Regions from separate parts of the Mus musculus genome. Here all the other regions are linked to region 1. Evidence: chromatin contacts called from public HiChIP or PLAC-seq and promoter capture Hi-C data. All regions are on one chromosome and are shown on one strand. The core of a region is the stretch at or near the end of the contact, and the rest is flanking DNA. Distances in the headings are between cores, read along the strand shown.

Region 1 (2,754 bases), core at 115-2,614:
TAAAGACGCTCTGGTATGCGTCTCTGCGCAAAGGGACCTCCCGCCTGCAGACCTGGAGTTAGAGTTCCCGAGGTCCCTCCAGCTTTTTGACCCTTGGATGACGACGGTCTCCACATTAAATGCTCCTAAAATCTGCCGGCCCCTGATCGGTCGCCCCCCCCCCCCCGCCCCGCGCTTTTCATATCCTAGAGAACGCTGATTTAGGAGGTCGCAAACTTCACCTACTACTTAAACCACAGCTTTCAGTCTAAATTGTCAGGTGGTTTTGTTTTTTTGTTTTTTCTTCTAGATTCATAACCTAAAGGTAGGGCTTAAAATTCCAAAACTTGCTGCCGGGTCGCTTTGGGTCACTCACTCACTCCGAGGACCTGGACCGCACACCCGCCCCACACCGCGGAGGCCCCACCCGGGAGACGGCGCTCCGCGAACTGCTGGGAAGAAACCCTGCAGACTGTGCGTTCCCCAGCTTCCTCCGGACGGACCCAAGCGGGTACGGGAGTCAGAGCTGGCCCTTCTCTGGGCTCCATCTGCTCGCCGCGGGCACGGGACCCCTCCCAATTTCGTCCTCCTTTGCTCTGGTGGAGCGAGCTCATCGCTAACGACCCCACCTCTGTCCAGCCCCGGGCAGCCTCTCTGACATCTAGCTTGCTCCAACTAGCCCTTGAGGACTCTGCTGCAGCCTAGGAGCAGGCTCTGGATGCTGAAAGGTCCACCCGTGTGGTGATCTGCACTCCCAGAGTCTAAGGAGTGAGCGCCTACCCGGGAACCCGGTAGGGGACTAGCGGCTCCGGCTACACCCGGCAGGCACTCTGGCTCTGACCCCAGCGTGGAGCTAAGGAGAGTCTAAGCGGTGATGCCAACTTCCAGCGGCGCCCACTTGGGGGGTGGAGGGGAAGACGTGTGTCCCGAGGCGTACCCGCTGCTACAAGTGTCCCCGGCTCCCGCCGGAGCTCGCTTCCCCCGGACCACCCCGTGGCTGCCCATCCCCGCCGAACTCCAACTCATGGTCCCTGGCGCGCCTCACCTGTGAGAAGCAGACACCCGAGCAGCGCGTAAGGCAAGACCGCGGTGTCCCAGCAGCTGACCATGGTGAGCAAGACGCGGCCTGTTGGCCCGGTGCCCGCGCTCTCCGAGGCCGACGGCGCAGCCGCTCGAGCCGGTCCCCTCCTGCTTCTGCTTGGCGCCGCGAGAGCCCTTCTCCGCGCCTGCAGCCGAGGGGGGTGGTGTGGGGGGATCCTCGCCGTCCCGCGTCCGCTAGCCGCTGCGCTTGAGTCCCGGAGCCCGCTCCGAGCAGCAGCCACCACCACTAGCACTACCTCCCGGGAGTGTCCGCCACCGCGCTCCGAGCCTCTCAAGGACCTCGCTGAAGTGCAGCCGAGGGCGGGGGCGATTTATAACCTTTCCCCAGCCCACTTCCTACCCCGGCACCTCCTTCCAGTGACGTCAAGGGGTCCCCCACCCCTCATCCGCCTCCCCACCTACCCTCTTCTTCCTCCCGGAGGGGCGGGGGCCGGCGAGGGCGGGTAGCCCGGGGGCCAGAGCGCGCGTGCGGTGGCGCTAGGCGCGCGGGTCGCCGGACAGGTTCGCAGGTTCAGGGTCCTTGCTCTGTGCTCTGCTGCCCCAGCCCCTCCTGCCCATCGCTCTCAGGAAATCCTTACCCAGCTCCCTCCACCGAGCTTACTCAGCTCTGGTGACCGCCCGAAACTGAGGAGGGGACCGTCTAAGTGCACCGCCCTGCCCCCGGGGCGGGAAGTCTTATCCTAGGGAAGCTGGCCGCGCCTCCCGCGACGGTGTCCCTGGCACCGAGGAACGAGGCGCAGTCGAGCCCTCTCCCGAGCGGTCCCGCCGGTCCCTGACCCCGCCAGACTGTTGCCAGACAGCGAAGGAAGGCGCCAGAGACCCTCCGCTTAAGGCACTTGGACCCGGAGCGTCCGAGGGAACCGGACGCCTTGCCAGGCACCTTCGGAAAGAGCGCGGGGCCGCGCGGGTCCCAAGGGAGGGAGTCTGTGTCTTTTTCGGCTGCATTAATGCACCCGCCCAAGCCATTTCCTCAACCCTCTGCTTCCTAGAAGCAAAACAAGGAATAACATGTTACCTTAAAAAAAAAAAAAAAAAAAAAAAAAAAAGCCAAGGCGTGAGACACGCTCCTGCAACTTGTAAGGGCCAAGAACTTGAACTCTAGGTCTGAAACGCTGGATGGAAAACAAATCTTTTTGGTGGAAGCCGGCTAGCCAAGATGACTGACTCGAATGTTCTTGGAACAAAAAACGGGTGAAATTAACTTGAGACACTAGATCATTTACGATGACACTAATTCCACGTTGTTCCTCAATTATGCATCCATTAACTGGAAGGCTGAAGTCGTCCCGGCCTCCCCGGAGCAGCCCAGTCTTGTCCCTGTAAATACTGCAGGTTTGAAAAATAGCCTCAATAGAACCTGCCAGATACCCGTGATAAAATGGCTCCTAAATGGGACCAGAGGCTTTTCCTGAAGGACTAGACTAAACCTCCGGTAGGGAAGGTTGCGCAACCTGAGTTGCCTCATTCCTAAGAGAGTCTGGGCCACCACCACCCGCAGCTCTACTAGGGCACCGGGAGCCTCTGAGCCAGGGCAAGTGAGATTCCTTTTCTCCTTCATGGTCTAGCAGAAGGGAAAGACCGCTGTGAGCCTAAGCTCACCTGCGGACTTCCCCAGCCAATTCTGATTTCTCTACAAGCTTCCACTAGGGTCAGTATTCCTGCCCTCTGCCTCCG
Region 2 (2,754 bases), core at 146-2,645, 930 kb before region 1:
TCACTTGCAGGTGGAAGATGGTTTGGAGAATCTCCTAGATACAACCCAGAACACAAAAACGGAGATGAAGCAGGTGCAGGTCTTTGGTAAATAACTCCAGACCCACACTGCAAAGAGTAACTTTTTTCATTGATTCATAAATCACAATCTCTACGGCGAAGTTCATAAAGGAGGTAATGGATTTGCTTTATCACGTGGGAAGCCGTGGTGCTTCTGGCAATGCACAAAAACACGTTTGGAACCCACCCGCGCGCGTTTCGTTTTTTTCGGGGGAATCTGTGTACTTCAACCCCACACAGCGGTGTCTGCTCTATTAAAATAAACAAATGACAGGAAAGCGAATGCAGCTTTTCAAGATTAACACAGATTCCCAGAGACAAGGCTGCCATCTGGACGGACACAGGTTGGAAGCCGCAAGAGTTCCTATCGCTTCAGAGAGTTGAAAATAAGAAAACATTTCAACAGCACTCTTAAAAGTTTCCACCTTCACACGCCCCCTTCCCGAGCCAGGGCCTGGGGCTCCACCTAACCCGAGGAGGAACTCCGCCAGGACTTCCGTCTTCCAGTAGGATCGAGACCCTTCCTTCCTGCCGCAGACCCCCGCCCTGCCCCGCGCAGGGCCCCAAGGAAATGCCGCGTCCCTTCCCCTGGCACAATCCCCTCGCTTCCCGGTACCAGTCCCCAGTTTAAAGTCCCGGCTCCAGCCTCCAACCTCAGTCCACACCTCGAGTCCCCAAGTCCCCAACCCCAGTCTGCAGCCCTTACCCCCAACCCCGTCCCTGAGCCCCCAGGCCCTAGTCCCCAGCCACAGTCCCCGAGTCCCCGGTGCCCAGACCCAGAGCTCCCCGTCCTCAACTGCGACCCCGTGGTCAGGACCCAACCCCGAGCCCCGGTCGGTCCTATCCCCAGTGTCCCGGCCCCGCCTGCCGTGTCCAGCACGCCTTCCCCGCGGCCACTCGGCCCCGCGCCCGGTCCGCCCGCACACGACCAGGCCCGCGGGCGGCGCCTCGAAGGCGGGGACCGGCCCCCCGGGCCGCGCTGCCGCCGCACCTACCATGGTACAGATGGAGGCGAATTTGGAGACTGTCATTAGGATTTCCATCCGCCCGGCGCCATCTTCCAGACAGTCGCGGCGGGCGGGGGACGCGGGGAGCCGGGCCGCCCGCTCGCTCCGCAGCCCGCGGCCGCACCCGGAGCCGCCGCCGACCCACGCTTCTAGCCTGCTGGGCCGCCGCTGCCGTCGTCGCCGCGGGCGCTCAGGCTTCCTCCGGCCCAGCCCCCGCCCGCCGGCCGCCCGCCCGCCCCCGGCTCCGCCCCGGCGCACGGCGCAGCCGCCGCCTCAGGGCCCGCGCCTGCCCGGGAAGCCGCTCACAGCACACCCCGCCCAGCGCGCTGGGGAGAGAGCTCCGCGCAGGCCCTACCGCCCCGACGACCGGGCAGCGTCCTTCCGCCCCGCCCGCCTCCGGCGCCGCCACGCCCACCGCAGCTGTGCCACGCCCATGGTGCCCCGCCCTCCCACGGGGGGGGGGCGAGCTTGGGGAGGACGGCTCCACCCAGTGCGCGTTGGGGCGGGGCGAGACCCGTGCCGCGTTCCTCCTGCAGATGGGTCCTAGCGCCGACGTGAAGCACCTACCTTAGCTTGCAAGAGCGGGTCTTTAGGGGATCGAGCCTTTGCTCTGCGGCGTCTGTGACATCAAGCAGCCTTTAGAGCGACTGACAGTCAGTTGAAACAGAAGACGGAGACCATATCTGGGAAACTGGATGGGTTGGAAGGCAACCCCGCCAGAGTCCCAAGCACTTGGATGTTTTTCTGGGGTGAATCATCTGGGCCTAATTCCCTAAGAAAAGGCTAATTAGATAAAAAGACAAGATTTAACTCTATGAATTAGCAGTAGTGGGGGAGAAGAGGAAGGGGAGCCAATCCTGAAAAACAGTGGGATACCAACTTGGAATTTGTAACAGGGTGGTATGTCCCAAGTAAGAAGCCGAAGCCAATGTGTGAGGAGCACATAGACCGTGTTAGCTAGTGGATGAACGCTTCCTATTTTCTACCGGCAGAAAATTCATAAAACTTCATAAATTACTACTTTAAAAAGCCTGTGATTTGTTTTGATTGGTGATCTGAGGGTAGGACCTTTTCTGCCTTCCACCCAACTCCCCACCACACCGGGTCTGTGGAACTTGGGGCCTAAATTCCGACGAAAGCTCTAAAATCTGATAAGCCTCACTTCATAGTCCAAAGCATTCAAAAGACCGAGAATTTGAACAAAATTTAGTCGAGAAACAGATTTCTGGTACATGAATACTGTTTCCATAGCAATTCCATTGTAAGCGTTGGGGGAGGGGAACACCCACTGAATACAGCTAAGTATTCTGGCAGCTGCTTATTCTCCAGGTATCTACCTTCGTAGTGGCTAGGCCTCCCGCTTTTCTGTAGATACCACGGCAGGGGCTTGGACTCTGGTTTACACCAGTTCAGATCTATGCAATGTTTGTCGCGTTGCTCGCCACTCTAGACTCCACAAGCATAGAGCATGGTCGTACAACATCTATATTTTAAAGGTAAGGATGGGAGCTGGACATATGGCTTAGTTGGCGAAGTGTTTGTGTAGGTGTTCTGAGGTTTCATATCCTCAGCTGAAGTGCTAATCCTACTATGGTAAGGTCATCCTCAGCTATTTAATGAGTTCAAGACCAGCCTGGATCACTTGAGTCCTTGTCCCCAAAAAAATAAATGAATGAAAAGCCAGTCAC
Region 3 (2,754 bases), core at 161-2,660, 880 kb before region 1:
GAGGTCTTGTCTACTTTCCCTCACCGTCTTGGGGCTCTGCTCTGCCACTCTGGGGACAAGCCTTGCCAAACTCCCCAATGAGCCAAACTTGAGTGAGTTGGTGATGGAGCAACTCAGCCTATTTCCCTAGGGCTCATAACTTCTCAGTTATGGCCTCAGAGAGCTCAATCAAGCTTGTCAGAGCCTGGCATAGATTAGGAAGAACAGGAGTATGTGGCATCGGGGGCAGTGTCTGGGGAAAAAGGGGAGGGAGGGGGGCTGAAGAGATGGCTCAGCTGTTAAAAGCACTGGCTGCTCTTCCAGAGGTCCTGAGTTCAATTCCCAGCAACCACATAATGGCTCACAACCATTTATAATGGGATCTGATGCCCACTTCTGGCATGCAGGTGTACATGCAGATAGAATACCCATGAAAGTAAATAAATCTTTTGAAAGAAAAGTCTGTTGGAGCGAGCCATTGAGTTCTGTGTGATTTGTCATGCCGTTCAAGCTACCTGATAAAACTAAGAAGGAAAAAGGGAAAGAATGAGGGTAGGACTGTCTAGACAATTGGGCAGATGAGACTAAAACACAGCCTTGTCATGGTGGCATCCAAGAACAAGGCCATGTTTATCTTCTGGGCCCTTCTCCCCACGCCCTATCCTGAGTTCCACCATGTACCTACCAGGAAATCTTTGAATAGTAAGGTAGGTCCAGGCCCCAAGTGTGTTGCTCATTGAATTTGAGTAAATCTGTTCACAGCAGAAAGGGGCTGTGTTTGGATGCTGAGCTGTGGGCATGACTGCCCCCTAAGGGAGTTCACAGGGAAGTGACTGCAATTACCTTGATTCATACTCAATTAGTTAATTAGGAACCTTGCCCTGGCTCTACCCATTTCCTCAGTGATGTCACCCCTCAGGACCCTTTTAAATTTTTTAGTTGTTTATATTTGAGACCGGGTTTTACGTAGTCCAAACTGGCCTTGAACTCAAACCCTCTATGTGACCAAGAATAACCTTAAACTTCTGACCCTCCTGCCTCTACCCGCTAAGCGCTAGGATAGCATGCCAGTGTGCCACCACACTCAGTGTACAGGATGCTGAAGATCAAAATCAGGGTTCTCATTAGGACTGTTTGACAAAGACACAAAAAGGGATCTCTTTCCCATTGTCCTAGAAACATCCAGCCAATTGAAACTTTTGCTCTTTCGGTGGCTCAGATTCATGCTCTAGGCTGGTGCTCCAGACTGGAGGCTGCCTCCAGGACACGGCAAATACAATTTGAGCAAAGGCCTCCCCTGGGCTGCACCGGGAGGAACCCGCGCAGCTGGGCGGGCAGAGCGCGTCAGGCAGCCTTGAGGAGCGCACGCCCGCGGGTGACAGTCCCCTGCTCGGGCGCTGCTCCCACCCTTCCAGGAAGGGGCGGGGAAAAGGAGGCGCCAGAGGCAGCCACCGCGCTCCCGGAGCTCTTTAAAATCCAAGAGCCTGGGCAGCACCGCTGGCCGCGCCACATCCCGGCGCTGTTGTGTCCGCGCGTATCCAGGCGGCTCTCGTGCAACGCGGTCTCGGGACGCGCCCATGCGGCCGCTCACCATGTCTGGGCACTTTCTGCTGGCCCCCATCCCGGAGTCCTCCTCTGACTACCTCCTGCCCAAGGACATCAAGCTGGCCGTGCTGGGAGCGGGTTGTGTGGGCAAGAGCGGTAAGTGGGACAAAGGCGCGCAAAGCCGCCCAGGGACAGCGGAGGGTCTTCACCCGCAGGGATGCCGGGATGCCGGGATGCCGGGATGCAGGAAGACCCCTGCCTGTTGCTTCAGAGGTCCATTTCTGAGCTCTGGACGGGGTTGGTGCCTGTTGAGTGTCGCTCTAGTCCGGTCCATCACATTCCGCGGGGAAAGGCACTCCGCGGTGGCGGGGCTTTGTCCCGGGAACCTGGGGGGACGCGTGCTGTTCCTTTGAGGGCCCAGTTTGGAACAGCTTGACCCACTTCTTCAGCTGATTTTCCTACTTTATTTTTTCAGCAATGATTGTGCGCTTCTTGACCAAGAGATTCATCGGCGACTACGAACCCAACACAGGCAAGAATGTTTCCGTGCTTCCTGGCTCTTGTACTTGTATCTCTTTGCCCTCCCCACCCCTCTCTCTTTATTTTGCTCATGGGGCCGTGGGAACTTAGATGCAAATTCCTCTTCGTTGTACAGGCAAACTGTATTCGAGACTCGTCTATGTGGAGGGGGACCAGCTATCCCTACAGATCCAGGACACTCCGGGAGGCATTCAGGTAAGGACTGTCAGGAGGGTATGTGGTGCAGGCTGAGGTGTTTGGCTCCAGGATCTCAGTGAGATGTCTCAGCATGCCCAATATGTAGGTGTGGGCACACAAGGTGTGCTGAGGGTTGGGATGTTGGATGCCCTCCTAGGTGGCAAGAAATGGTTGATTAGAACTAGTTTCCTCTTAAATGCTAATTATAATTAGTTAATTATTTTAAAGATTGCTGTGTAGCCCTGGCTGGTTTGTAGTTCAGGTTTGCTTGGACTCCTTATAATCTTTGATGCCTCAGCCTCCCAAGTGTTGGGATTACAGGCTGAGCCACCCCCTCCCAGCAGTAGCCCTGACTGACCACTGGTGCCCGAGCTGCCTAGGCGGGCGGGCATTGACACTTTCAGAGCACATCCTGGGACAATCTAAAAACCACAGCCTTGGAACTAAGGGTCCAGTTCAGTAGTAAGGATTCCTGGGTTCCAGCACCACACTGAAAAAAGCATGGAGTAGGTG

Evidence for each region. Promoter capture Hi-C pulls out the DNA fragments that hold promoters and counts their contacts. HiChIP or PLAC-seq counts read pairs in DNA pulled down with a chosen protein or histone mark.
Region 2: an HNF4G HiChIP or PLAC-seq map of pancreatic cancer cells shows a contact between it and region 1. The contact joins the promoter of Usp12 here to the promoter of Flt1 in region 1. A contact is called at or near these places in 1 of 115 datasets of contacts at active chromatin or transcription factors (pancreatic cancer cells) and 1 of 9 other capture datasets (adipose tissue).
Region 3: a promoter capture Hi-C map of hippocampal neurons shows a contact between it and region 1, with 2.1 times the contacts expected there. The contact joins the promoter of Rasl11a here to the promoter of Flt1 in region 1. A contact is called at or near these places in 1 of 39 promoter capture datasets (hippocampal neurons) and 1 of 115 datasets of contacts at active chromatin or transcription factors (astrocytes).

Annotation. Positions count from the first base shown.
Region 1 is chr5:147,724,647-147,727,400 of GRCm38.p6, forward strand. It overlaps Flt1 (FMS-like tyrosine kinase 1), which reads right to left and starts at 1,365. Exons shown (of 30, transcript NM_010228.4): 1 at 1,025-1,365. The coding sequence starts at 1,088.
Region 2 is chr5:146,793,561-146,796,314 of GRCm38.p6, forward strand. Usp12 (ubiquitin specific peptidase 12) reads right to left here and starts at 1,396. Exons shown (of 9, transcript NM_011669.3): 1 at 1,055-1,396. The coding sequence starts at 1,102. 1700041I07Rik (a long non-coding RNA gene) reads left to right here and starts at 2,265. Exons shown (of 2, transcript XR_377208.4): 1 at 2,265-2,562.
Region 3 is chr5:146,843,661-146,846,414 of GRCm38.p6, forward strand. Rasl11a (RAS-like, family 11, member A) reads left to right here and starts at 1,411. Exons shown (of 4, transcript NM_026864.1): 1 at 1,411-1,680; 2 at 2,000-2,056; 3 at 2,180-2,259. The coding sequence starts at 1,557.